Regions from separate parts of the Mus musculus genome. Here all the other regions are linked to region 1. Evidence: chromatin contacts called from public HiChIP or PLAC-seq, Micro-C and promoter capture Hi-C data. All regions are on one chromosome and are shown on one strand. Each heading gives the region's core, a stretch centred on a gene start, on an enhancer-like site or on the middle of the called end of the contact. The rest is flanking DNA. Distances are from core to core; before and after follow the strand shown. Region 1 holds the start of Hs6st3 (heparan sulfate 6-O-sulfotransferase 3). Region 2 has its middle 31 kb from the start of Oxgr1. Region 3 holds the start of Sox21 (SRY (sex determining region Y)-box 21). Region 4 overlaps Oxgr1 (oxoglutarate (alpha-ketoglutarate) receptor 1). Region 5 holds the start of 1700044C05Rik (RIKEN cDNA 1700044C05 gene). Region 6 has its middle 97 kb from the start of Gm41249. Region 7 overlaps Hs6st3 (heparan sulfate 6-O-sulfotransferase 3).

The links. Promoter capture Hi-C pulls out the DNA fragments that hold promoters and counts their contacts. A called contact is a pair of places that touch in the nucleus more often than the background predicts. HiChIP or PLAC-seq counts read pairs in DNA pulled down with a chosen protein or histone mark.
Region 2: a contact with region 1 is called in an H3K4me3 HiChIP or PLAC-seq map of stem cell-derived neural progenitor cells, with 11 times the contacts expected there. The contact joins the enhancer-like site here to the promoter of Hs6st3 in region 1. A contact is called at or near these places in 4 of 39 promoter capture datasets (cranial neural crest, embryonic stem cells, frontonasal cranial neural crest and 1 more), 1 of 484 Hi-C or Micro-C datasets (cerebellum) and 8 of 115 datasets of contacts at active chromatin or transcription factors (T-cell acute lymphoblastic leukemia, astrocytes, embryonic forebrain and 5 more).
Region 3: a Micro-C map of embryonic stem cells shows a contact between it and region 1, with 3 times the contacts expected there. The contact joins the promoter of Sox21 here to the promoter of Hs6st3 in region 1. A contact is called at or near these places in 1 of 39 promoter capture datasets (embryonic stem cells), 4 of 484 Hi-C or Micro-C datasets (all in embryonic stem cells) and 1 of 115 datasets of contacts at active chromatin or transcription factors (embryonic stem cells).
Region 4: a contact with region 1 is called in an H3K4me3 HiChIP or PLAC-seq map of stem cell-derived neural progenitor cells, with 6 times the contacts expected there. The contact joins the enhancer-like site here to the promoter of Hs6st3 in region 1. A contact is called at or near these places in 12 of 39 promoter capture datasets (3T3-L1-derived adipocytes, cranial neural crest, embryonic stem cells and 9 more), 3 of 484 Hi-C or Micro-C datasets (cerebral cortex, nephron progenitors and ventral hippocampal neurons), 14 of 115 datasets of contacts at active chromatin or transcription factors (SST interneurons, craniofacial prominence, embryonic basal ganglia and 9 more) and 1 of 9 other capture datasets (embryonic stem cells).
Region 5: a contact with region 1 is called in a promoter capture Hi-C map of stem cell-derived epiblast-like cells, with 2.7 times the contacts expected there. The contact joins the promoter of 1700044C05Rik here to the promoter of Hs6st3 in region 1. A contact is called at or near these places in 2 of 39 promoter capture datasets (liver and stem cell-derived epiblast-like cells).
Region 6: an H3K4me3 HiChIP or PLAC-seq map of neural tube shows a contact between it and region 1, with 5 times the contacts expected there. The contact joins the enhancer-like site here to the promoter of Hs6st3 in region 1. A contact is called at or near these places in 8 of 39 promoter capture datasets (the 3T3-L1 cell line, 3T3-L1-derived adipocytes, the C10 cell line and 5 more), 7 of 115 datasets of contacts at active chromatin or transcription factors (craniofacial prominence, embryonic basal ganglia, embryonic forebrain and 4 more) and 1 of 9 other capture datasets (embryonic stem cells).
Region 7: a contact with region 1 is called in an H3K4me3 HiChIP or PLAC-seq map of embryonic basal ganglia, with 7 times the contacts expected there. The contact joins the enhancer-like site here to the promoter of Hs6st3 in region 1. A contact is called at or near these places in 12 of 39 promoter capture datasets (the 3T3-L1 cell line, cranial neural crest, embryonic stem cells and 6 more), 11 of 484 Hi-C or Micro-C datasets (cardiomyocytes, cerebellar granule neurons, cerebellum and 7 more), 14 of 115 datasets of contacts at active chromatin or transcription factors (T-cell acute lymphoblastic leukemia, craniofacial prominence, embryonic basal ganglia and 8 more) and 2 of 9 other capture datasets (embryonic stem cells and pancreatic islet).

The regions. Positions count from the first base shown.
Region 1 is chr14:119,136,227-119,140,317 of GRCm38.p6, forward strand. It overlaps Hs6st3 (heparan sulfate 6-O-sulfotransferase 3), which reads left to right and starts at 2,039. Exons shown (of 2, transcript NM_015820.3): 1 at 2,039-2,892. The coding sequence starts at 2,189.
Region 2 is chr14:120,071,742-120,075,832 of GRCm38.p6, forward strand. No RefSeq gene overlaps it. Among named protein-coding and RNA genes, the nearest start is that of Oxgr1, 31 kb to the left of the region's middle. Within about 2 kb of position 2,115, at least 5 of the 459 cell types and tissues checked have an H3K27ac peak or open chromatin away from gene starts, as enhancers often do.
Region 3 is chr14:118,235,267-118,239,357 of GRCm38.p6, forward strand. Sox21 (SRY (sex determining region Y)-box 21) reads right to left here and starts at 1,764. Exons shown (of 1, transcript NM_177753.3): 1 at 1-1,764. The coding sequence starts at 369. It overlaps Gm4675 (predicted gene 4675), which reads left to right and starts at 966. Exons shown (of 3, transcript NR_131969.1): 1 at 966-1,678.
Region 4 is chr14:120,017,938-120,022,028 of GRCm38.p6, forward strand. It overlaps Oxgr1 (oxoglutarate (alpha-ketoglutarate) receptor 1), which reads right to left. Exons shown (of 4, transcript NM_001001490.3): 4 at 1,648-4,091. The coding sequence ends at 3,843. It also overlaps the pseudogene Gabarapl2-ps. Among named protein-coding and RNA genes, the nearest start is that of Oxgr1, 22 kb to the right of the region's middle. Within about 2 kb of position 2,209, at least 9 of the 459 cell types and tissues checked have an H3K27ac peak or open chromatin away from gene starts, as enhancers often do. A contact at or near this core is called in stem cell-derived neural progenitor cells, where this site is marked.
Region 5 is chr14:118,363,873-118,367,963 of GRCm38.p6, forward strand. 1700044C05Rik (RIKEN cDNA 1700044C05 gene) reads left to right here and starts at 2,006. Exons shown (of 6, transcript NR_045624.1): 1 at 2,006-2,247; 2 at 3,410-3,469; 3 at 3,752-3,824.
Region 6 is chr14:119,894,227-119,898,317 of GRCm38.p6, forward strand. No RefSeq gene overlaps it. Among named protein-coding and RNA genes, the nearest start is that of Gm41249, 97 kb to the left of the region's middle. Within about 2 kb of position 2,030, at least 16 of the 459 cell types and tissues checked have an H3K27ac peak or open chromatin away from gene starts, as enhancers often do. A contact at or near this core is called in neural tube, where this site is marked.
Region 7 is chr14:119,828,999-119,833,089 of GRCm38.p6, forward strand. All of the region lies in intron 1 of Hs6st3 (heparan sulfate 6-O-sulfotransferase 3), which reads left to right. Among named protein-coding and RNA genes, the nearest start is that of Gm41249, 32 kb to the left of the region's middle. Within about 2 kb of position 2,358, at least 49 of the 459 cell types and tissues checked have an H3K27ac peak or open chromatin away from gene starts, as enhancers often do. A contact at or near this core is called in craniofacial prominence, embryonic basal ganglia, embryonic forebrain and 4 more, where this site is marked.

The sequences.
Region 1 (4,091 bases), core at 789-3,288:
TGTCCCTGTCAATTCGATGCATCTAGGAAACAATTGCTGGGTTTTACTGGGTTCTGCTTTTAAAAAAGCACAATTCCTTGTTTTGGAGTGTCATATGGTGTCATTACCAGGAATTTAAACTTGAGTGAGAGAGAAAAAAAGAGTGCAAAAAGCTTTAGAGAAGTGGAGTCGTCGTATCTAGCACCCTACTTAGGAACCTGGACTTCTACAGTATAGACAGCCCTCAGTCCTGCAGTTGCACATAAAGTTGAGAACAGGGTGGAAGCAGAGGGGGAATGTTTTGTTGGGAAGAACTCCACCTGTCTAGAACAATAAAAATAACCTCTGATGAGCAAGCTTTGGTGTTCGAGAAGGAGATCTGGATTTGAAGTGATGGTTGTATGTGGGGACTTGACAGAAGAGGCCAACACTGTTCTCAGAAAGGAACAAGTCCCGCATAGTGCCCCCAAGGAGACAGTAGGCTGGTGCGACTGGTGTGGGAGACCACAACTGGGGTCTGTGTGGCTCTGGTAACTATTGGGGCCACCTTTAGTCTGGGTCAGGGACTCACACTGCATTGCCCCAAATGTCAACACAGGGCTACTCTTATCTTGGAAATCAGCCCTAGCTGGTCTAGACATCGTGGGTCAAATACTCCAGACTGATGTGAATTGAACGGTGTATCAATGCATTATCTGAAAAACCATAAAGTGTATTTAAGCAAAGAAGTTTGGATCCTGGGGCAAATTCAAAATGTACACACTCGAAAGAAGTTTTTTAATGAAAACCTCGGTGGACAACGAAGGAGGTCTTCACTGTGGAACACAGGTGAGGGCAGCTGATGTTGCTTCTTACTGGGGTGGGAAAAGGGCGAGTCTTGAACATCGAAGAGCCCACTTTGTGTTAATGGAATGGATTTTAGGACTTATATCCTGCAGGGCTGCGTCTTGGAGCCATGGAAAGGGAGTTCGCATCAAACACAAATCTCTTTATAAAGCAGGCTTTTTAATGGTTGCTGGTTGAATAAAGTTGTAGTGTTGGACCTACTAAGTTCATAGTTGAGGAAGCTTGGAACAAACTGGAGCATCAGTTTGAGCGTGTTGGGAGGCAGTAAATGAAGTCTGGAACCTATGTACCCTGCTGAGGAAGGACAAGCAACCGCCTGTTTAGTCTGCGTGAGACTTTCTGCCATAGGGGTGTTTTATTCCTGCAAACAAGACCAACCAGGTTTCTGTCCACTCTCACACTGAGAAAGCTGCCAATGTTGCAATTTAGAGGAATCAGATCATCGCTAGCAACGCCCTCCATGGGGCCTGTTCTCGCTCCGCGGTAGCCTTTCTGCCAGATCTCCCTAGGCTCCAGGCTGAAGGGATTCCCACCCCCAGCAGCCTCCCGCGAGCCCCGCGGAGCCGTGGACTCCTCCCCTGGAAACTCCTCCGGGGCTGAGGAAGGCTTTGGCGCATGCTCCGTACCTAGGGCAGGTTTTTTTGCTGCGGGTAGCAGGGCTCCTGTCACACCGGCTGGCGGGTTGTGGCGGTGCCAGCCCGCGTGAGCGAGTGTGTGCGCGTTGCCTGCGCCTGGGCGGGCGGACCCGGAGCAGTAGTGCGATTTGCCCGGGAGGCGGCTCCGCAGAGGCGTCTTGCTCGCCGCCGCCGAGGGGCGGCTTTGCAAACTTGCGGCGGGCTCTCGGCGCCCAGGGACCCGTGGGCAAAGGTGCCGGGCGCGGTGCACGCGGAGGGCTGGGGCTGCGGGACCGGGCCGAGCCTTCGCCCTTGGCCCGCGCCCTGGTGAGCCTCATGCAGCTCCTGTGCTCGCCACCGCAGCTGCCCCGGGAAGGTCCGGGACACGAACCCCGCACCGCAGCGCCTGAGCGTCTACCGACCGGCGGCGGGATGCTCCGTGTCGCCTGAGAGCGCCGCGTCCAGGTACAAGAGGAGCCGGCTGGAGCCCGGCGCCCCAGGGATCGAGAGGAGCCCCACGCCACAGCCGCCGGCGCCGGCGCCCGTCTTCTCGGCTCCGCTCGTAGGCCCCGGCTCTGCCAACCCCGGAGTGCGGCGGGGCAGCCAGACAGCCGTTCTCTTCGGCGGCAGGGGCATGGAGGAGCGGCGGGCTCCGAGCCGCGCCCCGGAGTCCCCGAAACTTCCGAGCAGGCGCCCGATCGCGCCGCTGGCGCCGCAGCCACCTCACCTGCCGGCCTGAGAACGGGACCATGGATGAAAGGTTCAACAAGTGGCTGCTGACGCCGGTGCTCACTCTCCTCTTCGTGGTCATCATGTACCAGTACGTGTCCCCTTCCTGCACCAGCTCATGCACCAACTTCGGGGAGCAGCTCCGCTCCGGGGAGGCCCGCCCGCCCGCTGTCCCGAGTCCTGCCCGACGGGCACAAGCACCCCTTGATGAGTGGGAGCGGCGGCCCCAGCTGCCACCGCCACCCCGGGGACCGCCCGAGGGGTCTCGTGGGGTCGCGGCTCCCGAGGATGAGGATGAGGATCCCGGGGACCCGGAGGAGGAGGAGGAGGAAGAAGAGGAGGAGCCGGACCCCGAGGCGCCCGAAAACGGCTCCCTGCCCCGGTTCGTGCCTCGATTCAACTTCACCCTCAAGGACCTGACCCGCTTCGTGGACTTCAACATCAAAGGGCGGGATGTGATCGTGTTCCTGCACATCCAGAAGACCGGGGGCACCACGTTCGGCCGGCACCTGGTGAAGAACATTCGTCTGGAGCAGCCATGCAGCTGCAAAGCTGGCCAGAAAAAGTGCACCTGCCACCGGCCGGGCAAGAAGGAGACCTGGCTCTTCTCCCGCTTCTCCACCGGCTGGAGCTGCGGGCTGCATGCCGACTGGACCGAGCTCACCAACTGCGTGCCGGCCATCATGGAGAAGAAGGATTGTCCCCGCAACCACAGCCACACCAGGTACTGTCCCGCGTCTGTTGGTTTCCTGAACCCCACTCCCTTCCCCCAAGTCCTGACCCCGCCAGTCCCGCGTCGCGCTCCCTTAGCTGTTTGGCAGTGGCTTTCCAAAGGGTGGGCAGCGAATTTGGGTGAAGGGTGAGAAACCGCTGGATACCCACCGGGGGGGGGGGGTGTCTTGAGTTGGTTTCTTTCCCATGCTTCACTGTTTCTTGCCACCCCCTGTCACCTTCAGCCATGTCCACGGCCATCCTGATGTGCATTCTGCACAGTGCCTAGCATTGTGTGATGAGGTATTTGGAGCAGACACTAAAGAACAGCTATGGAATAACCAGGGTGTCGAGGGAGAGAGGTCGAGTCTTGAACTTAAATTATGTGGTGGAAATCCAAAGAATAGGGGATCCGGGAGTGCAGACATAGTTTTTCAGGAATGGTGAGGCTGGAGCATAATGTCCTTCTAAGTGGCTCTTGGATGGCTGCTTGCCAGCTTAGAGAACAATCCTCTTGATGCCGCTTTGAAGATCTACACGTGCAAAATCGTGCTCCACTGTGATAACCCTAATTCTGGAGATGGTCCTTGTTGCTGGGCAATGCCAGGATTTGGACTCATGCTGTTCTTCGTAAGACTGCCTGCCTCTTTCCCCCTTAAGCCATTCCAACAGTTTATTTAAACATTATTTGTTAAATGCCTACTGTGTGCCTGGGTATGTGTTGAGTGGATACAAAGATCTAATGAGCGAGAGGAAAGCTAGCCGGTTAAAACAGTACTGCTGTTGAGGATTGAGAAAGTTTGAAGTCTCTGCTGCCAATGCAGCTGCTTACATTATTGTCCTTTCAGAGAATCATGGGCTTAAGAACATGGTTGGTCGCTCATTCTGCCCATTGCCATCTGGAGATTAATCTGACATGCTCAAGGGAATAAAATATTAAAAGATCAGAACACTAGTTTTATTGAAGTTTTTATCTCAAAGGTTTCAAACAATTTGGTGTAAGGGAATAGGAATTGAAACAGTCAGCTCAATATGTTGATGTCAGATAGCTTTCTGCATTGGACATCAGTGAAAAGCTTCATTTACTGCCCAGATTCTGCCCAGGTTCTGAATTTTGTCACGATTGCGGCATCTAATTCTACTTCATTTCCCTGAGAACGAGCAGACTTTCATTATAGGAATCTTTTTGCCTTTTACTCTGGCAGGTTTTTA
Region 2 (4,091 bases), core at 865-3,364, 940 kb after region 1:
ATGTATGACCAAATGTATGTATTTGCCCCAGTGTGAAGATTTCTCTTCCGCAGTGTCTTTCAGGTTGTATCCCCAAAAATGGTTCTAATGCTTCAACTGTCCATTTCTGGGTGGTGCCTGCATAGTGTGCAGAACCATCAGTAAACCAGTCCTTAATTCTCCTCTTCCACAGTCAACCGATCATACAGCATAGCCCATGGGACTATAGGTGAATACTTGGTAGCAGAAGGGGTGGCCAGGAGTAGAAACCATAGGCATTTGAACAACTTCATGTAACTTGCTTATGCCTTCAGGACCTGCTCTGGTCCAATCATGAACATACTACTTCCATTTGGTAACAGATTGCTGCTATGCATGGCCTATTTATGGCATGATAGGTCAGATAATACTCAGCTCATGATGTGCTATCTTCAGAATCCAAATTGAGCCACTAAATACTATACTTCTTCCTTAGTGTTGGGAAGGACCAGGTACGATAACTTATTCTTCACCTTAGAAAAGATAGCCTTGCCTGCTCGACACCACTGCACGCCTATGAATTTCACTGAGACAGAGGACCCTTGAATTTTAATTGGGTTTATTTCCCATCCTCTAAAACACATTTATGTTACCAACAAATTCAGAGCAGTTGCTACCTCCTGCCTACTTGGTCCAGTTGGCATAATGTCGTCAATATAGTGCACCAATGTGATATTTTGTGGAAGAGAAAGATGAACAAAGTCCTCTCTAAGTTATGACAGAGCGGGAGAGTTAATATATTCTGAGTTAAAGTGTAAATATATCCTGCTGGCCTTGCCAACTGAAAGCAAATTGCTTCTGATAGTCCTTATGGACAGATACCAAGTATTGATTTACTATCAATAGTTGCATACCATACACAAGGAGCTATGTTAGTCTTCTGAATTAAGGACACCGGATCTGGTATAACTGTAATTGGAGTCACTACTTGATTAAGTATTTGATAGTTAACCTTCATTCTCCACAATATATCTATCTTCTGCCTGATCCAAATAGGAGCATTAAAGGGAGATGTATACCCTTGGATTAGGGGAATAACCACAGGATGCATTCAAGGACAAACTAGTCCTATTCGAGTCAGACTTCAACCAAAACTCTATTAGTCAACTGACTCCCACAGGTCCTACCTTGAACTGGGGGTGGGGATGGGGCACAACATTTCTTAGAGTCTCCCAGAATCAGTGTCAATTCAAAAAATGTCTGAAAGTTATCATTGCTCTGATGAAACACCAGGACCAAAACAACTTGGAGAGGAAAGGGTTTCAGGTTTTGGTTTGTTTGTTTGTTTGTTTGTTTGTTTTAGATTTTACTTCCATATCATTGTTCATCATCAAAGAAAATCATGACAGGACCTCAAGAAGGGCAGGAACCTGGAGGCAGGGCTAATGAAAAAGCCTGCTGATGATGTAGTGGCGCTGACTGGCTTGCCTTCCATGGCTTGCTTGGGATGCTTTCTTATAAAACCCAGGACTACCAGTCTGAGGGTAGCATCTCAGTTAGGGTTTCTATTGCTTAGAGGAAACATCTGACCAAAAACAAGTTGGGGAGGAAAGAGTATATTTGGCTTACACTTCCACATCATTGTCCATCATCAAAGGAAGTCAGGACAGGAACTCACACAGGGCAGGAAGCTTGGAGCTGATGCAGAGCCATGGAGGAGAGCTGCTAACTGGCTTGCTCCCCATGGCTTGCTCAGGTGGGCTTTCTTATAGATCCAAGGACCACCAGCCCAGGAATGGTGTGAGACCTTAATGGCCTAGAGTTATAGAGAAAGTATGGAGGGAGTTTCAACCCTTGCCTTGATACCTCAAACATGATGATGGCAGGAATTGGCTACCTCCCCACTCCCAACCTGGCACAGTAAAGCCAGTTCCCTCATCAACACTATCAAGAATTTATTACCCTGACAGCTATCAGGTCCTTGTTTGACAGCTTCACTCCTTGTTTAACCTTATAAGGTTTTCTGCCCTGGACCCTACAGTCCCTGACTATGTAGTTGAAGCTTTTTTCAACACCTCTGCCCTGGTCAATGGTATAAGACCACACAAACCTTGCCCTAGAGACCCTGACCACCTCTCCAGGGCCATAAATACCTCTCCTGCTCCAACAAATAGAACCATTTCTCCGAAGCTGTTCCCAGGTCTGTTCATTGCTGGGGCATTGCACTTACATCACCCAGCTAAGCTCCCTCCCTCCAGTCCAGCTTGGTATGCAATGGCCCTCGCTATCCTGAGGCAGAATCAGACACAGGGCAGCAGAGTGGGCACCCACAATGGTCTGGGCTCTCCCCCATCAATCACTAACTAAGAAAATCCCCTACAGTCTTGATTATGGAGAAATTTTCTCAATTGAGGTTCCCTCCTCTCAGATGATTATAACTTGCGTCCAGTTGACATAAAACTAACCAACACATTCCTCACCAAAGAAGCATTTTTTGCAGCAGCAGCAGACAGAAATTATTGCATATACCCACAATTGGTCAAAATGCAGAGATTAGTTAGCCATGAGTGATATCTGCAATTAATACATCTGTGACATAATCCTTAAACTTAAAACTTAAGACACCAGGAACAATGTAACAAAGGAGGGCAGAAAGATTTTCAGAGCCAGAGGAATGAGAAACATCTGTTTCATGATAATGTCTGAAGTAGGGGGAGGGTGGGAGGGAAGGAGGGAGAAGGAGGAGTGAGAGGGAAAGGAGTGGGTAGGGAGGAAAAGGGTAGGACTGGGTGTAGCAGAGAGAAGGAAGAGGAGGGAAGTATGATCAAGGCACATTGAATAAAATTATTAAAGATTCAATTAAAAGTTATTTTAAAAAATATATTATGGGCTGGGAAAAAAACTCAGTGAGTCATCACTGTGTAAGCATAAGGACCGGACTTCCAATCCCAGGCCCCATGTAAATGCTAGGCAGCTAGCAAGCTACATGTGATCTCAACACTAGGGAGGCACAGACAGGAGATCCTTAGAGCAAGCTGGATAGCCAAGCTAGCAGAGTAGGCAAGCTCTGCTTCAAGTAGGAAACCCTGATTGAATATATATGGGAGAGTCAGATCAAGAGAGACACCAGAAGTCAACCTCTGGCTTCCATAAACACATGCAGAGACATTCATACATGCAACCAGCACACATACCCACAAGCTTGCTAAAGTGCATGCTTTAAAGTGATGATTCAAAAGGAAGTGCTTGCCCATCCTCAGGAATCATGAATGACGCCCCACCCCCACCCCAGCATCTCTGACACCTAAGAGAAACGGCACATTGCATGTTATTTAATTTGTGATGGTTTGTATATGCCCGGCCCAAGGATTGGCAATATTAGGAGGTGTGGCCCTGATGGAGGAAATGTGTCACTGTAGACATGGGCTTTAAGACCCTCATCCTAGCTGCCTGGAAGCCAGTATTCTGCTAGCAGCCTTCAGATGAAGATGTAGAACTCTCAGATCCTCCTGCACCATGCCTGCCTGGATGCTGCCATGTTCCAGCCTTGATGATGATGGACTGAACCTCTGAACCTGTAAGCCAGCCCAATTACATGCTGTCCTTGTAAGAGTTGCCACTTGAGCTGTCTCTGCTATCATTCTGGAACTTGTGAGAGATAACTATAGCACTCACTGTTCCCTGTACAAGCCATTGGTAAGTGCTTGTAGGGCTGTGGTTTTTAAATCTTAGTCTTATCCATGGCTTTCCAAAGAGAAATCTCACAGAAATCAGAGCATCGTTAGCCTTTGAGAAAGTGGAGGTTATGGAAGCTCTGAAACTCAAGTAGTCGTTTTTCTTTTGTATTATAGAAGGGGTGAGGAAAAACCTTGGATGGTAGTTTGAAAGTGAATGTCCCACATAGACTTATGCATCTAAACACTTGGCTCCCAGTTGGTTGTGCAGTTTGGGGAGATTATGAAACTTTTCAGACCTGGAGTCTCTCTAGAGCACTTATCAATCTGAGAATAGGCTTTCAGTGTTTATAGTAGTGCTTCTCAGCCTTCAATACAGTTCCTTGTGATGTGGTCACACACACACACACACACACACACACACACACCCCATTATTTTTATTGTTACTTCATAACTAT
Region 3 (4,091 bases), core at 514-3,013, 900 kb before region 1:
GCCGCCCGCGCCCGCGTGCAGCCCGGCTCCCGCCTTGAGCGCCGGGTGCTCGGCGTCCGCCACGCTGCCCAGGCCGTAGGGCACGGGGAAGGCGAACTTGTCCTTTTTGAGCAGCGTCTTGGGCTTGCGCCGCGGCCGGTACTTGTAGTCGGGATGCTCCTTCATGTGCATGGCTCGCAGGCGCTTCGCCTCGTCGATGAACGGCCGCTTCTCCGACTCGGTGAGCAGCTTCCACTCGGCGCCCAGGCGCTTGCTGATCTCCGAGTTGTGCATCTTAGGGTTCTCCTGGGCCATCTTCCGCCGCTGAGCCCGCGACCACACCATGAAGGCGTTCATGGGCCGCTTGACGTGGTCCACAGGCTTGGACATGCTGTCGCCGTGCCGCGGCTGCAGCCCGCCGCCGCCGCCACCGGGGCCCTCGGCCTCCGCCCGGAGGAAATCAATGTTGGCTGCCAGAGGGAACCGGCTCAGCGGGCGGCCGTGCGTCCCCGCGTCGTTCCCGCGCGGGAAGAGAGGACCAGACGACCAGCCCTGGGTCGGGGCGCTGCGTCCCGGACCGCTTTGGTCTGTCTGGTCGAGCTCTAAGAAAAAATCCTCTCCGGGACCCTGAAACTTCTCCTCGGTGTCCCCACTCCGCGGTGTCACTCTGCCCTCTGCTTTTTTGTCCTCTGTCCCGTTGCTTTGGCTCGCCAACTCCCTGCAGGTGGCCGCTGCCTGGTTCTGCTCTCCCCTCTCCTCTGTCTTCAGCGCCTTAAAAGCCAAGCAGCCCCGAAAGTTGAGCGGCGGAGGATCCACCAAGTTGAGCCGAGAAGCCCGCCGCCGCGTGCTGCCAAGTGCCAAAGGGGGCTCTCGGCGGCTGGAGTGTTTGGGTTCTCCCCGGTGACTTTCTCATTTGACAGAAGCAGATGGGAGTGGGGGAGGGGTGGCCGCGAAGAGGAAGAGGAGGGGTAGGGTCGGGGCGCGCAGAGCAGGGCGGCGGACAGAAACACAAACACTGCAGCGGCCCGTCTTCTGTGTCGGGGTCAGGGCGCGCTGATGGAACCCCCAATCCTGTAGTTCTGCTGAGGGCTGACGCTGTCCCCGGGCACCTGCCTGGAGAATCTTGCTGCCGGGCTTTGGCACAGGAGAGGAGAGGAAGGAGGCGGGCTGAGGTTTTGAGTTAGCCTGAGTCGCCGGGCCTCAGTGGAGACTGTCCGGGTTCTCCGACTCGCTGCTGCAGGCTGTCCCCGGGGCCATGCTTGCTCCGCTGGCTCCCAGCTTCCCCGGGCGCACTGAAGGTCTCGGGCTCCCGGAGCACTCCAGAAGCGGAGGGCTGCTCGGTGCGGCGCGGCCGGCCAGGCCCGGGCGCCTTCTCCCAGCTCCGGTCGCAGCAGCCAGACACTTGCAACTAACTTCTCCCAAGTTTCCGGCCCGGGCTCAGCCGCGCCCCTCTCGGTGAGCGCGCCTCCGAGCGTGCGCCCGCGTGGGTGCCGCGCCCGCGAGCCCCTGGGTCCCGGCTACTCCGGGCGCCGCAGGCTGGAAGGATGCAGGGATCCAGGTCCTGGAGGAGGACGGGGATTAAAGAAAACGTGCTATATCACCTCAGATCGCAGGTCTGCTCTGGGGCTGCTCCTGCTTTCCCAGCTCCGGGCCCAGGCTTTCGCTCCGCCGCTTCCGAGGCGACTGCAGCCCGGCTCAGGTGAGTGTCGCCACCTGCGAGTGTTGGCGCCGGCAGCGGGCGCTGGGTGTGCATGTCCAGCCGCGGCCGTGTGTGAGTGTGTGTGTATATCCTGGGAGTGCGGAGGAGGAGCCGGGGAGTCCAGGAGGGAGGAGGGACCAGCGGAGCCTCCTCCCGTCCCCCCTCCCAACACTCCTCCTCCTACTCTTTTTTCACTTTGAGTGCAGGTTTAGGCGAGTGGAGTGTCCGCCGCGCGCCGCGGAGTCTGCGCACTGTTTGGAGCTTGGTGTCGCCGGCGGCTCCCCTGTTCTGCCCAGCGCTGCTGGTGCTCTGCTGGCTGCTCTTCCGGGAGGATGAAAGCGGTACACCAGAGGAAAAGAGCTTCAGAAACTGGCGAGGAAGAGGGTTGAGCCTGGGGGTGGGAGTGGGGGAAGAGTCTTTGAAAGTGTTTGAGACTGTTCCGAATGGCAAGAAAGTACTCATTTTCCTTGGAGGGCCAGGTGTGACTCGCAACAGACGCCTCCGGCAGTTTCTTGCCTCATGGTTGCACTCAGAGGTAGTGGAGTGGAAAGTAGCCCAGGATGGACAGAACATTTTTGGCAAGCCTTTGGAAAAGGAATGAGCCTAGGTTGAGCCCGCATCCCCTTCTGAATACACAGCTTTTTTAAACAGTTGTCTTCTGTCTTGTTTTGCCTTCTTTTAATTCTGGTCGTCAGAGCTATCTCTGTGTTGTTTCTTTAACGTTTGCAGTCTCTCAACGATAGGGCAAAGCTGCTTCAAATCAAAAGCATAAATCATTTCTCTAAATAAAAATTTTAAAAATGTTCTACTCTGACAGTTTTTATGCTGTTGAGCCAGTTTTCTTGCTTGGTAGTTAGAGCTATTATAATTGACGCTATACACAATCAAAAATCAAATAGCACCCCCGAATATTCCTGGGGAACCCCCCTCCTCAGGGACTTTGTGTTTCAGGCAGATTACTTGTCTTCCTTTGGCTGTTTGCAAGTAACACATTCGTATACACGGTTAGCTTTTTTTAAAATGTCTTTTTGCAATTTATGTCCAGTTTGTACACACACGGGACCTTTGAACCATTGATTTGTAATCAGGGCATTAACATGAATTGGTTTGCACTCCTATTTATTTAAGAATTGGGCTTGTTTTGTTGCTCATTTAAATTGAAGAAGGCGATGGCTTTTGAAATGTTTGTTGTGATAACAGACATGCCAGTCAGCAGTGGCATGTTAAGTGGGTTTCTGTTTTCCTTAGCTGTCATGTTTGTAAATGCTTATTTTGTATTGTTTTTGCTCTCCTGTTGCTAAAACAATTGAACTGATTCCTCTAGAATCATAATTCTTTACCTCACTTTTGTAGACACTGTCATTCAGACTCTGGGTGGTGCGATGCTAAGACTCTGGCAAGTGTAATTACATAGACTAGGATATTAAATACACTGTTTCATGATGATAAACTACAAAATTACTGTCTCTGAGCTTTCAACCTACCAACTTGCATAATAGTTTTGAGACAAAATATTACCCACTGTCACACAAAGAACATATATATGGGAACACAATATATGAAAACTGTTATTCACTAATTCTGAATAAAGTTGAGTCTAGTAATGAAAATTATCTTGACATAAAAAGATTGAAGGCTGAAGAAATCAATTTATGTTGGTAATTTAAATAATTTATGCGCTTCAAATTTATCTTATAAACATGCAATAAATTATGATTGCATAGAAATGTTTGTATATATGACTGAAATCTATGCTTATGTATGCTATAAGTTGTCAAAAATCAAATACATAAAACTTTTGTGAATAACCCCAGTATAAACTATGTAACATTGCCCTTTTAGCAAGTGAGCCAAGTTAGAAAACTCAGTAGAAAGCAGAGACATCATAAAAAGAAAATAATTGTGTGTGCGACCTGTGTTCATGAAACAAAACTTAGCACAGTTCAAAATGGGCGATGCTTTGGTTTATCACTTCTGGATTTTTGGGGGGGTGGGGGGTCAGTATTCTTGTCCTGAGACCTTCACATCTGAAGAAAAGAGCATCCTCAATAATTGTGAGATAAAAGAAAATAGTTTCCCTGTTACCCATCAACCTCCAGACCCCTCTGGCATGAGCCCAGCAGAGCTTTTAATAAGGGAAAGCCCCAAACCTTTGTGTGTGTGTGTGTGTGTGTGTGTGTGTGTGTGTGTGTGTGTGTGTGTGTGTGCAAATGTAAATTCAGTTTTCATTTGCTCCCCTGTTATGTTCAGATCGGTAGAATGGCACATGCTTAAACAACTAGGGTGCAGTCCCTTCTGAATGATGAATATGTAGGTTATAGGAAAGGGAATGGCCCATATGAGGAATAGGTAAAAGACAAGGAAATGATAGAGACTTGTCAGTGCGATGGGTCCTGTCGACTCTTAGGAAGCA
Region 4 (4,091 bases), core at 959-3,458, 880 kb after region 1:
GTGGTTTTGAACATTTCTGTGAGGCACTCATACAATCAAAATGGGGGAGTTATTGTATAAAGAAACCCAGCATTCAGAGTTTCTTTATTCTGGATTTTCTCAGGTGCATCCAGACTTGAGTGCCACGCCACTCCCCTCATGGCTGAGCATGCATGGCAGTTTCCTTGTAATACACACAGCTTGATCCCTTTCTTTTGTTCTTATCTACTCTCTGCCGGTGGATGTCTGTAAGAAGTTAGGTCTTGATGATCCTACTGTAGCCCGTATCATTATCTGTCCTTTTGGAGGGGAGGGGATTCAGTTCAAAATGCAACCTCTAGCCCAATTAGTCCAGAACCCGATACTTTGGAAAATAAAACCAACTTTTTGAATTCAATTTCGCTTGGACCTTTGTGATTATGCTCAATAAGCAGGGCCTTGGAGGGCAGACTGTCATCAGTGTTTGCTTGTCCCCGCGGGATACAGGTCAGCTAACAGAGTGACAAAAAGCTGAATCAAGCGAGGTGTTCAGGGATAATGGAAAATCATGCATGCCCCGAAGCTAGGGTCAATTATCCAGGGTAATAAAAATGTTAAAAATTGGAGGAAGTGGGATTAAGTGTTGGAGTTAGGTCCCTGAAATAACAAAATAAGGCCAAACATACAGTCAGCCAATCTGTGCCAGATAGGAAAAAAAGAATGTTTATATCCCTGTACTTTGGTGGGGAGAGAAGAGGACCAAAGAAACTCTCTAAACATTTTCCTAATAGACGTGTGTGTGTGCGTGTGTGTGTGTGTGCGTGCGCGCGCACAAGCTTCTGTCACATGACCACACTCCCTACATGGAAACATGAACTATGGTCACGTAGATCAGAAAAGAGTTCTCCATACTAATGATCTAGAGACCCCGAGAGTTAGCCAGTAAGTTTTCCTTCCTGGACGTTCCTTCCTACAAACGGTATTTCATCTCTGGTCCACCCTGAGGAGGTGGTATGCACCCATTTTCCACGATGAATAATCAGTAAACAGCTTGAAACCAAGGACTGTCTCTTTCATCAAGAACCACCATGAGGAGCATGGAGACTGCCTTCATCTACAGAGCTGCATCTAAGTCTCCCTCAGAAAGACCCCTCTCCTCTCTCAGAGAACCACTGCTAAGGTAAGAAAAATCACTTATGATCTAAGCCAGATTTTCCATCCCGCTGGTCCCAGCCTCCTCAGCTCTTAGACCCAACTCCATTCCCAACTCCCAGAGACCCAGTGGCGCCTGGATGCCCAAGAGTTTGAGAGCCCCCAGGCTCTCAAATTCCTCACGGCAGGTCCGTGGACCCCCGATGTTCCAAATCCTCTGTGCACTTTGGTCTCCCACATCTTAGGTTGCATTTTTCCCAGATCCTCAGTGGTGTCCTGGCTCTTTGCTCACGCCTAGCACCTGACAGCGGGCATAGGGTAAATGCAGTCTAGCATTTCCGAATTCTGTCTGCCCAGAGACAGGGCGAAGTGCTGAACCACAGAGTCTGATAATCGCTTTCCTATGAAGAAGCCCTGAGCCCCGACCATTATTCGACGTCTGATTTTTCAAGCTTCCTTTTGCTCTCGAACCATTGTTTTCAATACACTAATGAATAAGACGCAGTTTCGTGGGAACAAATGACCAATTCAGAGAGTAATTGTATGTAAGTTTATTAGTCATATCAACACATTCTTTAAGGTTTAAAAGATCTAGACCATGCATTTCCTCAAATATTTATATCAACTGACTTATATTTACTACTAATTAAGCACAACATAGCCCAAGAATAACTTTAGCAATTTCTACAGTTATTATTTTTTATTATAGTACTAAAGGATTACAATACCTAAAGAGAATAAGTGTTTCCTGGAGATCTATCCCATGAAAATCAAAACAATGTTAGATTTGACTTAGCGCCTAATGTATATATGATACTAACGAGTAGCTCTATTTCACCAATTTCCTTCCCCAGGAAATGTTGACAATTACCAATAAAACTTAATATGATTTATAAATTAAGCAATTGTTAAGGTGGCCTACAACGCTGAAAACTCAGGCCAGAGGGCCACCTTGCTGTGGTTCGTCAGTTTTGGAGTCAGGGTTTCTATTTGTGTTAGAGCTCACTAAGTAGTCTAGGCTGGCTGGCCCTCACCCTCCAGGGACCTGCCTGCTCCTGCCAGCCCAGAGCTGGGGTTCCAAGTGCATGTCTTTGCATCAGGCTTTTGTGTGTGAGTTCTAAGGACCAGACCCAAGCCTTCATGCTTGTATAGCAGGCATTTTGCTGACTGGGCCATTTCCACAGTCTTTCTTCTGACTAAAGAACTAATGTATTCCTTCAGTCTAAAGAGCTAGCCAGAGCTGAAAGGAAAACTCAGACCAATAAAGGAAGAAAAACTTGTAAAGATAATGAGTTGTAAAAACATTAAGAAAGCACAAGATGCCTTTGGATAATCTAGGATTCCAGTGAACACAAGCCCCAAAGTCTGAAAGCACAGGAAACTAGGCATGAAAGAACACTCTTTTTTCCCCTGTATGATAATTTACTAATCTAAGGAAACAAAACCTTCCCATATAGTAAGAAATAAATCCAGTTACAAATGCACTAGCAGGTCTGTGTGAAGGCTCTGGCGGAGTAACTGAGAACAGCCAGTTATTTACAAGATACACAAGCAGGAAGGGTGAGCCTAGCCCAGCAAGGGCCTCAGAAGCCAAAAGTGTTCTCTCCGATGTAGGCCACATACAAGAATCCATCTTCCTCTTTTTCCTTCTTGTAAAGCTATCTCATAGTTAGGCTGGACTGTGGGACTGTCCTGTCCACAATCAGGAAGGTGGCCTTCTCGGAGGACAGCTGGATGCTTTTCCTGATCATCGCAGGAACTGAGCCAAGGTGATGTCAGATGGGACCAAGTACTTCCTTTTCTCAGTGTCAACAATCTGAGAGCCAGAGACTTTTTCCATGATCACAGGAACCAGGTTGGAATACTTTGCTTTGATCTTCGCAGATTCCATGCATCTGAGTTCCAGGGAGTTATCCTCACTAAATATTCACTTCCTGGTGGCAGAAAGCGGTAGATCTGCCTCAGCCACATATTTCTGTGTCTTGGCTTTTGCTTGGTTCTGGTTTGTTTGAGCCTTCCCATCTTGGCATTAAAGCTGTAGGAGGTCCGGGGTTTAGTGTACGAGCACTAGTTTCTGTGTGGAGGCAATTAGTTGGTGGCAACAGAAATACTCTGAGTTCCATGGTTTCTAATCTTTCTATATACTTTATTGATACTCGTGTAGCCCATTCTCTACCCAAAGATATCAACAAACATATTGCAAAGATCTCATAAGGGCCCTTACCCATGGCTTTGGTTCATAATGACCTGAATACTCAGTAGTTACTGTGGGCTCCACTGAGAGGGTATTCAGGATTTCTTGGAAGTTATATACAAATTATCAGGGCGTGTTAATTGATTGATTGATTGATTGATTGATTGATGGAAAGACTGATATTTGATAAGTATGTATGTGTGAATGATGCGTGGCTGTTTATGTCAAGGTCTGATACATGTCACAGTGAACATGTAGAGCTCAAAGGACAGCCTTAAGCATTGGTCCTTCCCTTTTATCTCCTTGGAAAGAAGGTCTCTTTGAGGCTAGTCACTGTGTAGAGCTGGCCAGTTAGCCTTCGAGCCTTTAAGGATTCTATCTCCATATCTATCTCACCACAGAGGCACTGGGATTGTAGATAGTTGCTACCACACACAATTTATGTGGGCTCTGAAGAGTCTATCTCAGACCCTCACATTTGCATGTCAAGAGCTTTACCACTGAGCCATCTCTCTGGCCTTGACGAAAATGGCATTACTCAAGGGTTGTTTGAGCAACTGTCTTTCTTTCCTTGTTCAAGGTCCCCACTGGCTTTGCATCTCACTATAGAGCAGAATGCCTGCTGGAAGTTATTGCTGACCACAACATATAACAGCAGGTTGCCAAAGGTGTTGAGAGCAGCTAATGGTCTAGAAACAATGTAAGCTTCGTGGATGTGACTCTCGATGGAGCAGCTGATTGAAAGCAGGCGAGATTCGATCCGAATGACCCTCAAGATGTGGAAGGG
Region 5 (4,091 bases), core at 756-3,255, 770 kb before region 1:
GGCTTTGGAGTAAGTAGAGGAACCATCAGCCCATAGGAACTGAGTTGGATAAAGTAAGCTTGCAGGTGCCTTTGGGTCTCCGTTGCTGAATCACCAGAATATCACAGGGGCACAGTCTGAAAGGTGTGGTCCCAGATACATTTTGGAGATGACTGCTTGCTTGGGAAATACCATCAGAAGATAAGGCCTGGCAGGGTGTTCAAATCTTCCAAGCTCTCTGGAACAAAAGCAAGACTGACGCCATCCTCTGTGCACGTGACCAGAAGCCATGGGCATGCTATGGCCTAAACCAATTTCTCAAGTTCAAGGGCAGTGATTTCAAGGTAAATATTTCTTGAACTGGGTGGTAGCTTTGGGGTACCCTCCTAAGTGGGGAAAAAAGGCCTAGTTCTTTAACTTACATTTTCAAGAGAGGTGGAAGAGGATGTAAGCTTCCCCCACAAACACAGAAGACTTCAAGCCACACTGGGCCACAACAGGCTTCCCTCTCCCAACTTTGACTCCCCAGACTTGAGTGCAATGCTCTCCACTTTGGGAATCTGAGTCAAGAATTCCTACCATCCGTGAAAGTTTGCGGAGGTCCCTGACTTCCTCCATGTTAGACAGCACAGAAGGCTACTGAGCGCCCCCTCCACCCTTGACCCCCAGCCTGGCTTCTCACTGCAATTATACAGCCAGCTGGGGAAGGGAAAAATCTTTCTCCACTCAAATGTCAGAGGAACTTGGGGATGAGAAAGCTCTCTTGTACCACTGCGCAAGCCAAGGGGACAGCAGGCCCCTTCACAGTTTCTCCAAAGATGGAAAGTAGAGTGGTGGTGACCAGGGGGCTGGAGGGGTTGTTTAATCACAACAGTTCCTGTGTGGGATGGTGAGGGTGTTCTGGGAATGGGTGGTGTTGACAGTTACACACACACACCTTGAGCAAACTCAAGGCCATTACACCGTGAACTTGAAGATGGTAAGGATGGTTGCCCTGCAACCTTATCCCTATAAGCTGCTATGTAAGACTTTGTGGAGAGAACAAGTCAGCAAAGACCTTGCCTTTGCAAGCCTAACAACCGGAGCTTGATCCCTAGACCCCATGTAAAGAGGCTACTCGGTGTAGTGATGCCCGCCTGTACTCCCAGCTCGGGGAAGGCAGGAGCAGGTGGATTCTTAGGGCTCCCTGGCAAGCCACAGCCAGTGTGCAAAAGACTTACCTTCTGCTGTTAATACACAATAACAATTTATTTACCTAAACGTTAGAAATAGACATTCTTGGGCAAACTGTACGTGAAGATGTCACGTAGGTCCTAGATGACAGAGAGCATGACCAGCTTATTGCTTGGAGCAGTCTGACTAATAACTACACTGAATAACAAACACTGCAACCTCCTCTGCTTAGCATTATCCTTCCTTAGATAGAGAACTTTCCATGTTTCCCAGAAACCCAGGATTAGCTTCTATGGTTGACCGTGGTGATTAGCAGTGATGCCTGAGTGTGCCTGAGCCAAACATCCCCAGGTGGTTCTCCCAGCACAGAAGAGGCCGTTATAGGAACAAGGAAGACTTTTAGTGTGCCAGAACCTGCCTCAGATGAGTCAGAGGTGAGGGCCGGGGTTCCTGGCACACTCTGTGTGACCATGTCAGCTTCTAACCAATGGACTCTTAGACTGCTGTGTGCATTTCTCTGTCCACAGTCATATTGTAAAGGTGTACTGTTTACTGTCAGGGGCTGAGGGGACTCCAGAGTCTCCTGCTCATCTGCACGGACAGCACTATCTGAATTAACTGAAGGATCATTCAGAAGCAACCCAGAAAACACCTTTATGTGGAAAGGCATAGAATGTCATCACTGGCCATTGTGTCCCCACTCAATGCTATGTTTCTGTCCTAACCCGGTGCCTGGGATATAGTCTTATTTGAGAACAGGATCTTTTTCAGGTGCAATCTAGTTAATATTGTTGGCATCAGGACCTCCCAAACCTATGACATCACACAGGTGACAGCATGACCTTCGACCTGCAGACCTGTTGCCAAGGCAACAGGCACCATGTTCCCAACATTCAATTGGCTCACCTCCCTGCGTAGACATTCTCCATATAAATAAGGAGAATGCCCCTCCCTCTCTCTCTCCCCCTCTTCTCTTTCTGTCACCACCTTCTCTCTCTTTCCCCAAAAAACCCTCTTCCATGTGGAACTGCCTTGGCCTAGTGTGCTATTGAGACTCGACCCGCCATTCTAACACATCAAATATGACATGACCAAGTAAGCCTTACTCTATCTGACTGGTATCTTTTTTATAGAAGGGGAATAGTAGGAGAGAGTTAGGGTTAGGGTTAGGGTTAGAGTTAGGGTTAGGGTTAGGGTTAGTGTTAAATGCCAGGTGACAACAGAGGCAGAGACTAGGCATAGAAGCTAGTCAAGGTGCTGAGAACCGCTGTCCACCACCAGAAGTTGGAGTGAGGCAAGGGGGCGGGGGGGAGGTTCTACCCTCAATCCCAGAGGGAACATAGCTCTGCCGAATCCTTGATTTCGAGAGTCCTGCACCGTGATACACAAGTCTGTCATCTTAAGCCAGCAGGTTTGGGGCCTTTGTTACCACAGCCCTAAGACACCTGTGTACTGCCATTTCCCTGAGAGTCCATTTGCTGTAGAAGCTGTATGAAAACACTGTCTCCATCTTGTAGGGAGCTCCTCTCCTCCACATTGTACTCTTTCTTTTAGTTTTGAGGCAAATTAATTAACATGATACAGGAAAGGGAGAATGCACTCGCAGAGGCCTCTCTATAAGCCCTCATGCGCTTTTGTTCTCCATTATTGCACTAAATTATTTAATTGGGTCCCTCGGATTGTGCTCAGTCACAAGAAAGAACACAGTCTATTGTGAGGGGCCCTACACCCATAATGCAATATCAAATTCAATTCCCATCAAAAGTGCTCGCTGCTAAAAGCCTGCTCTGTGGCTGCAGATTAATGAAGATCTGCAGTGGGCAAAGTGGTGGTCTCAGAGACATTATTTTCCTCCAATAGAAAGCCTATTCTTGAAGAACAATAAAAGCAGAAAGAAGCGTTAGTCTGCTTATAGATGGAAATAAGTCAAAATGAATAAGAAGCTTGATGGAAATAGTCTGAAAGCAGAGTAAATTCTGAAAATACTGTTTTTGTTTTGTGAGGAAATTTTCTTTGTGCATGTGCATGCGCACGCACACGCACACGCGCACACACACACACACACACACACACACACACACACACACACACGTGTATGTGTGCTGCTTTCCCCTCTCGGACTCTCTCATAAAATGCTATTGGATGCAAAAGCTCTGGCAGGTAGAACAAATGTGAAACTCTAAAGTTTCAGTTCCAGACAATCAGCATTTTGTCATCACAGGTCAACACAGCCTCACTTCTCCCCTTGCCATTCTAGGGCTGCACGCTAGCCTGGGGTATGGAAACCACATGCAAGGAGGCAAGACTCACAAAGGCGGTGAGTCTAGCAGAGCTGTGTGTAGCCATCAGACACCCAGATGTCCCTCTGGACTCTATTCTGCTTTACTTTGAATGCTGATTTCCCCCCTTCTTAGCGCCTTCTCTCCTGGTATCCTGGGGACTTTTCTGTGTAGGACTAGCCTATCCCTGCCTCCCCTTGCTCTCATCCATTCTGAATGCCTTGATGAATTCCTCAGCCCGACAGCTTCAACCTTCTTTAAGCTCCTCCCTTACTTAATTACCCCATTCACATCTTGTCCACATTACATGTCTGATACAGGTGTGTGTTAAACTGCCCTGTGGGTTCCAAGATGGCGGCAACAAGCCAAGTGCATCTAACCTGTACTTGACATGTGAGTAGATGATGCTGGTACTGGTATAAATTACACATAAGTTTTTTTTGAAAAGTTAATAATAATAATAAGACATGTCAAGGTTTTTTTTTAAACATTTTGATTCTGTCTAAATGATGCTTGGGTTTTATAGGATTAAATAAAATATCATTAGAATTAATTTTACCCATCTCATTTGACTCTGCAAACTGTATCACGCGTAGTTCCCATTTGTGACATGCATAACATTGTTTTGCACACGTTCTGTTGTGCCATGCCACTGAGGCT
Region 6 (4,091 bases), core at 780-3,279, 760 kb after region 1:
TCAACAGCAGCCTGCCTAGAACTCTATTACCTGTCTCTCAGCACCATCTTGTATCTGTCTCTGATTCCCAGCTATCACCGTGTAAGCAGCTTTGCTCCTCTCTCCTTTCTGACATGAGCTTCTGCCCCATCACAGCCCAGAAACAATAGAGTCAGCCAGCCAAGGATAGAATAAAGCCATGAGCCAAAAATAAATCTTTCCTTCTCTAAGTTGCTGCTGTGATCCAGGACAAAGCAATCCAAAACTAACTCACACCTTCTCTGGTCAAATGTCAAGTCCATTTGTGGAGTCCTTCTTAAAGTAGCTCAGCATACCATTTTTCCATACCTATCCTTTCTAAGAAACAAACTGTCCAGTAGACAATGGCTAGTCTGTGTAGAAGTCAGGCTTACAATGTGCTTCAGCCTGCCCCATTCTCTAATCCTATTGGGCCAGGAGGCTAACTTGCCACCTATAATTCAAATCACAATCTCTCTCTCTCTGCAACCCAGGAAGCCATACATATACTCCTATAACATTTAACCACAATTGTCCAGGATATCATTGATAACTGGGAATTCTACTCATTCTTAATCCACTTCATTATAGGATCAACAAAAGGAAGGACAATGTGGAGAGCCGTGAGCAATTGCCATCACGAGCCTCTGCTGTGCCTAACTGGTAAACAAGTAATGTGCGCAGGTGCAAGAGTAAATTCGTGCCAAGTCACTGGCCATCCTGGGGCATAGTAGTGGGATGATGAGTGAGCAGCTAATCAGGAGCTGACACGTCACATGGAGGGGTATATAAGCAGCATAATTTTCTTTGTTCGGGGTTGTTCTTCTTTCGCCTATGCAATCAATGCTCTCCCAATAAACGTGTACAGAAGGATCCTGTTGCAGCGTCGTTCTTCCTGGCCAGTTGGGCGCGCGCAAGAGGACAACATATCCCTTAACCAATCACATGAGCCACACTGCATCTGGGTAACTGGAACAGCTACCCTAAATCAACAGCCTCTAAGTCAGGTCACATCTTTAACACCCGCCCCCTTGCCTTCCTCCTGTACTGCTTCTGAGTCCCCATCACATGCTGGTAAAGGCGGCTGATAGCCCTCACACTGTAGTAAGTTCTGAATCAGTAGCCATTATCTTTCCCATGAGAGAAAGTTCCCAGGTTTAATAACTTCCTGGTTCATTACAAATGACTCTTTGTTTCATATTCTCCAAAGCCATCCCAGGCTAATTAGTACATTAATCATTGACTGTGATAAAAATCATTCCATATTATCGAAGCTTTATCTTAGCTTGTGTGTGTTAATGAACATGTGTGTTGTTGAGCCCAATGCTACTGTTCTCATGATCCCTCAAAGATGCAAGATCCCTCCAGGGACTAGGATCTTCTGCCCACTTAGTAAGTCAGAAACTGCTTCCCAATCAGTGGTGGTCAGCGGATGTCATGTGTGGTGCAGACCCAACACACTGCAGATTGGACCCAAGGCCTCTGTTCCTCCAGTCCCTGTTTCTTGTTCCTTACTGTGTGTGTCTCTCTCCCGAGGGAAGCCCACAGCCTCACTCACAGCTGCCTTCACCAAAGTGAACACCACAATGAGAAAGTGCTAGCCAGATGGAAGCTACGGTCTTACAATTCAAGTTCAGGAGCAGCACCCATCACCTCACCTGTATCAGCTCAAACAAAGAAGCTTGTCAGAGGAGCTAACAACCAAGGGCATGCACACAGGACGGGAAGATCACTAGCAGGCCTTTTGGAGAACTGCCTAGTATGGTTAGCCAGAGAATATTTAGCCTGCTGTCGTCCACCGTTTCTGAGACTCTTTCCACATGAATTTCCCCTAATCTTCCTCCCTCTTTTCTTCTCGAAACTTATCAGCAAATTCCTTCTCTTCTTTCATTTCAGTAAACAGAGGCAGCCTTTTTCTTGCTCAAATTATTTCAGACCACTTTTACTTTCCCTTTCCCAATTCCTGTAAGAGCGACAGAGTGGGAAGTGCTTTTTATAAGCTCAAGGGAGGTGGTTTTTGCCTCAGGCCAAGGCTGCGGCTTAGGTTCCCATCTGTCCTCGCCTATCTTCAGATCACCAGACACATTTCAGTGCTGCCTGGAATCCTGCCTCGGGCCATTGGTAGGATCATCTGGGTCAGCGAATATAAAGTCCCCCTGCAAAAGCTGAGAGTGATTGATTTATGACTTCCTAAATTAAGGATGCTTCACCTTCCCAGCTGGGTGGCTTTGATGTTTTTAATTGCACTGAGATGGAAATTAAAGTATATGACATACAGTGTTCAGGTCTTGAACACAGGTATTCTGAACTGTCCCGACAAAATGACAAGGACAGATACAAAGAAATTTTATCTCCAGCAACAATCAAGCTGCTCTGAATAATCAAAAGGAGTTCCTTCTACAGGCTGGTCCTTTTTAATAACACGTCCTGGGACAAAGGTTGGTGCCCACAATGAAATCTATCGATAACCTCCCCAGACTTAATCTTATAAGGCTCAAGCCGAATTTCCATTAGAGATTTCTTCTAATTTATTTGAGAAAGAAAATTTCCTTTGCAAATTTAGCTGACACCTTGCTAAGCTAAGGAAACTCAAGGAAGGAATTCATATATATCATTCATATGTCTTCAGAAAGCAAGAGAATTGACCTCAAAGTACCTTTGTGACGAAAACATAATACTAATAATCCCTAATCTTCTAAGGATAACCAAGGGAAACACCACATGACTCTTTGGTTGGTTGGTTGGTTGGTTGGTTTTTTGTTTGGTTGGTTTGGTTTGGTTTTTTGTTTGTTTGTTTTTGTTTTTGTTTTTTCGAGACAGGGTTTCTCTGTGTAGCCCTGGCTGTCCTGGAACTCACTGTGTAGACCGGGCTGGCCTCGAAATCAGAAATCCACCTGCCTCTGCCTTCTAAGTGCTGGGATTAAAGGCGTGCGCCACCACGCCCGGCTATCCCACATGACTCTTAAATGAAGTTAAATGTACTTTGTAGGATTTTCTTGTATCCTCATACTATACATTAAATGCAAGGGTGACTTGTATTCCTCACCCTTACTGGGGCAAAGACAAAACACCTAGTTAATGAGCCTGCTTCTAGAAAGTGGCCACTGCAGGAAGTTGCTGAACTTCCCACATCCCAAACAACCCTTCACTACCCATCTTCCATATTTACACGCGTTTCTTCTGGTCTGTTTTATCACCAAACATTTTGTTACTGCCCTCCTGTTCAGGTTTGGAGATCCTAGGATGGTGTAATGTCGAACCCATCCTTTGAAAGATCTAGAAATCCTCACTATAAAATGTGGTGGCTCAGGCTTGGTGTCTAGAGGTCAGGAATCCAAGGTCATCTCAACTACACAGCAAGTCTGAAGCAAGAATGAAGACACTGCCTCATAAAACAAATAAACAAGCAAACAAATAAGATAAATAAATAAATAAATAAATAAATAAATAAATAAAAATATAGCATTCATATCTTGTTTGGACCCTGCCTCAAACCACCTATCCAAAACATTTGTGAAACACCAATCAAAGGTCCAGTGTAAATATTTTTTTAGTTAAGATGATCACAATTCAACATTTTCATGTGTGTGCACACATATGTCTAGAATAAACCAGAGTATTTACAGGTGAAAATAAAAGCATGCAGTAAATGAAAAGCACTGTTACCACCCATTCCTAGCTGCACTCAACTTCCCAAGCAACAGAGCTAAACTGTGGGTTTTAATGACTGCTGTCCAGGGACCAGCGCTATCTCAAGAGAGAGACCTCAAGACCTTCTTACCTCCTGCCTTGGCTGATCTGCCTTCCTCCTGTCATGTTGTGATCACACCAAATGCATTTCATTCGTCACCAACTCCCATAGTGTGTGCTTCCTAGCTTTGGTCTGCACACGTCTCCTCTTTCCTGCCTTGTTATAAGAACCTACCATTTGCCCCATGTGCTCTGAAATCCCAGGGATTCAGATAAGGTAATACCATTGTAATCTCTTCTGGAATGAGACCTAAGATGCTTGATTTGACTTTCTCTTATATCCCTATAGAACTCAGTTAGCAAGTCCTGAAATAACCGAGAACTCTATCATCTTGTACCAACCC
Region 7 (4,091 bases), core at 1,108-3,607, 690 kb after region 1:
GTGTGCGCACATCACAGAAGAATGAAGAAAAAAAAAAAAAAAAAGAAAAGAAACCTGAGGTGGCTTTTGAGTTTTGTGTACTTGGTAAGTCTGTCTCGAGGACATAATGAAGTGGACTTCCCTTATCCCTGGGCATGAAGGGTTGCATACCAGGATTCAGTAGCTGACAACAGGCCATTCACAAAGACTTTGACTGGCTTATGCACTAGTCCCCACAGAATTTTGTTACTGTTCTCATTACACACACACACACACACACACACACACACACACACACAGACACACATATACACACACACTGAAAAAAGAGACCATGAATTTGAAGGAGATGTACAGAGGTAGGTACATGGATGGGTTTTAAAGGAGTTAAGAGGAAAATAGAAATGTAGTTATAGTTGAGGGGCGGTGCAGCCACCATGAATGCCCTTACTGGTCATGTCAATCGTGAGTCAGTGCTTAGATGTTCTCCGACCTCTTTGCTCCTGGCCTATTGGATGCTGTCGGGGAGACACCTTTTTCCTACGGGCACTCCTAGCAGCAGGTCCTGAGTTTGGTAATGGAAAGAGTACAGTAGATTCTGCGTAGGTTGAGAGATGACTCCCTCCTGCAACAGCAATTGCTTCTCCAAATGACTGAACCTTGCCGAACTTCTGTTTCATTAGGACGCTCCTTTTTGCTGGGCTGGTTTCTGCCCTTCTGACCTTTGGTCTTTCGGTCCCTGCCAATTCTCGATCCTTCTTCATCAATAACAAATATTTAGTGACTCTCCGTTCTGTGCAGGGCGAGGCATGACAAGTGCATGCTATGTAATTACTACCTAGCTAGCTTTTGCCCATGACCCGGTTCTTGGTTGATTATCCCTGGTCTCTGATAGCCTAGATGCAGCCCTCCCACACAGGTGGTTAATTCCAAGCCATCAAACACGAGACATGAATGAACTATGGCAAAGTATAAAGAGTAAAAATGTATATAATCTGGGGAAATAACACCTTTCCTATGTCTCATGTGAGACACATTAATGACTGCAACCTGATGGGGGAAAAAATAATATGCTTTAGCTTGGAAACATAGCCCTGTTCAAACCTTTCTCTGTCCCGTCTTCTCTCTGCTGTGCCTGGACTTCACGTTTGCATTCTGCTTCCAGTGAGGTGACCGTTTTCAATTCATGGAGACATAGAGATGTATGTTAAGAGATCTATCTGTCTTCATTGATATAAAGATTTCACAGGGACTACAGATGGAATTATTATTTCTTATATTTTTATTATTTTAATATATGGTTTACACATGAATATAATCATCTTTTGTAGACAAGATACTGTTTCCCAGGGACTTTGCAGTCATTGTGAGAAGGTGCTGCCCACAGTTTCCCAGAAAGATGTAAAATAATATTCCCACACATCGGTTACAGAGAGGAAACATACTTTGGTCCTGCATTTGAAAACAAAATGCAGCCGGGTGTGGTGGCACACGCCTTTAATCCCAGCACTTGGGAGGAAGAGGCAGGCGGATTTCTGAGTTAAAGGCCAGCCAGGTCTACAAAGTGAGTTCCAGGACAGCCAGGGCTATACAGAGAAATGCTGCCTCGAAAAACTAAAAAAAAAAAAAAAAAAAAAAAAAAAGACACGAAAACAAAATGTGGGCTCAGAGTTCCTTGGGAGTTCAGGGTGCTGGCCCACGTTCATATTGTAGAAGAAACTTTAAATTGGCATCATGGGGCAAGCTGTGGCGTGCTTTGAGACACTCCCGATTTGTCTTCATGATCTTCAACTTATCTGCAGTTGTCCTTGGCAATTACAGGTCCCCCTGGTCCCTCATTCTCCAATCTTTGAGAAGAACCCGCGAATGCCCTGCTGCTTGGCAGCAGACAGAACCTTATAAGCTTGGGTGTTGACTTGGGGCCATATGCATGCGGACTTCTGGCTGAGAGGAAATCTTACACCCTGTACTTTAGCCTGGGCGGAGAAGCCTCTGGTTTATGTCTGCTTTTCCAGAGATGTGGAGAGCTATGTACCTTGGGTATAAACTATTTTGGGTGCAGCTAGGTCACCTTTCTCTAGCCAAGCTGGAACAATGTTTTGTTTACCTGGGAAAAAATTTCTTTTGCTCGGTGGCAGCGTGACAGTTGGACTCAGAAATTTTTGATTCTCCACCATTGTGCCTCTCGTAACGTGTGGTGACATATGCTTATTAATCTTAGTTAAAAGACACCTGCCCAGATGGTTCTACCTGGGAACATACGCAGTCATCAATCCTCCGTTAATCAGCCAGAGTTCTTCCCTCTCGGCAACACACCAATTTGTTGAGCAGATCAAATCCTGCTTCACCTTGGTCATGTGTGGTACAAGCTGTGGAGGGGAATGGAACGCGTCCTTGGCCCTGAGCAATCAGTGCGTTGTGTCCTGATAACACACAGTGGCCCTTGACCTTCAGTTGAAATAATTAATTACGTGTTGTTCCTCTCATTGGGGTCGCTGGGTCTGGTCCTGAGGTACCCCCTGCCTTCTCTGTCCCAGGATGTGCTGAGAACAGCTGCACACAGCAGGATCCTAATCACACCCCCAAGGCTGGGGCGGACTAGGCAGTGGAAGCGGGTGCTGGGCTGTGATTGGAGGGCCTCTCCTACCACTTCAGTGTGCATTAACATTGCTTCCCGGAAACCCCTGAGTATTCGCTGCCTGCCACAGGGGCTAGACTTCTATAAACAGAAACATTATTCTAGGATGAAATTAGCCAAGGTATTAAATTGATAAATGCGAAGTGGAGCAGACTTGGTTGTGGGGAGACAGAAAGAGCAGCAATGAACTGTGAAATACGAAACAGCCCAGACTATTAGAGGAGAGGGGCGAGTTGGGAGGCTGCCAGCGGTGACGAGGTATTTCCCCCCACATCCCGATGTCTCAAAGGGGGATTTACTGTATTTTTACCTCATGCTTCCTTCCCATGTGTGGGTCTGAGAGTTGTAGTGTGTGCCTACATAATTTAAACAGCCATCATTAGGCAGTGCACATTTGATGTCTAATTAAGTCTCTGGTACTGCAGGATCACAAGCACACGCCGTCATCCTGGGATCTTTAGAGTCTGCTCCAGAACCAAAAGGCAGAGATGGATAAATCTGCGATCAATTCTCAGAAGGCTGGAGCACTGGGAATTTATTGCCACGGTTTTGCCCTGGGACATATAAGCTGGTTTTAAGTGATCCCTCAGGTGGGAATAAGGGCATTGATATGGCCTAAGAGTTATCCAACCCGTAAAATATTGTCTAAAAATAACGCGCTTCTTTTTTGTTGAGTCCTCTTCACCCAAATATTTTCTTATTGATTAAATACTGCGATATGCCAAGGCAAATTAGAATTATAGAAGGGGATTTGAGGCGTGCATTTCCTTCTGTTTCTGATTTCACATTTCTGACAGATTTCAAGCTCCAGGAAGAAATGGCAGCGGGTCACTGCCTTTCTGTTCCGGAAGAGTAAGGCACATCAGTGGCATCCATCCTCTCATGTGTCAGCGCCTCTATTCCAAACTCTGATCAGGGCATACAGCGGAAAGCTGTGGGCTTTCACTTAGTATATAAAAAGCTAAAATCCTGAGGTTGTAATTAGGCATCCATACATATCCTAAGTGTGTGCAAAAGAAGAAAAAAATCTGATAAATATGTTTGTTCAGATTAGAATTCTAGGCAAGTGTGTCATAAAAGCTAGTAGAATCTGACTCAAGAAATGTATAGCCTTAAAAAAATAGATATATTTTAATAATGACTTTCCCCCAAAAGTTTAGATTTCCTGAATATTTATGGCAAATTTTCTCAAAGAAGGCCTTTTCAAGTATCTGTGCATCACCTTGGTGCTGTAAAAAACAAGAGTGAAGCTTCTATCTAACAAATTACTTTGCCTGCAAATAAGAAATGTTACCGGGTATGCGGGGCTTTTTCTCCCTTATTCTGGAGACTGATAATTGGATTTAGATTCTCATGATCTGGTGTTGGCTTCTGATAAGAACTTGAAAGGCGAAGAAAGGAGGCTGGCTATTCGGGGGCAGATGTTGGTCACTTCCCCACCTCTGAAGAGAAAAAGTAAGCCAGCAGGAAGTGT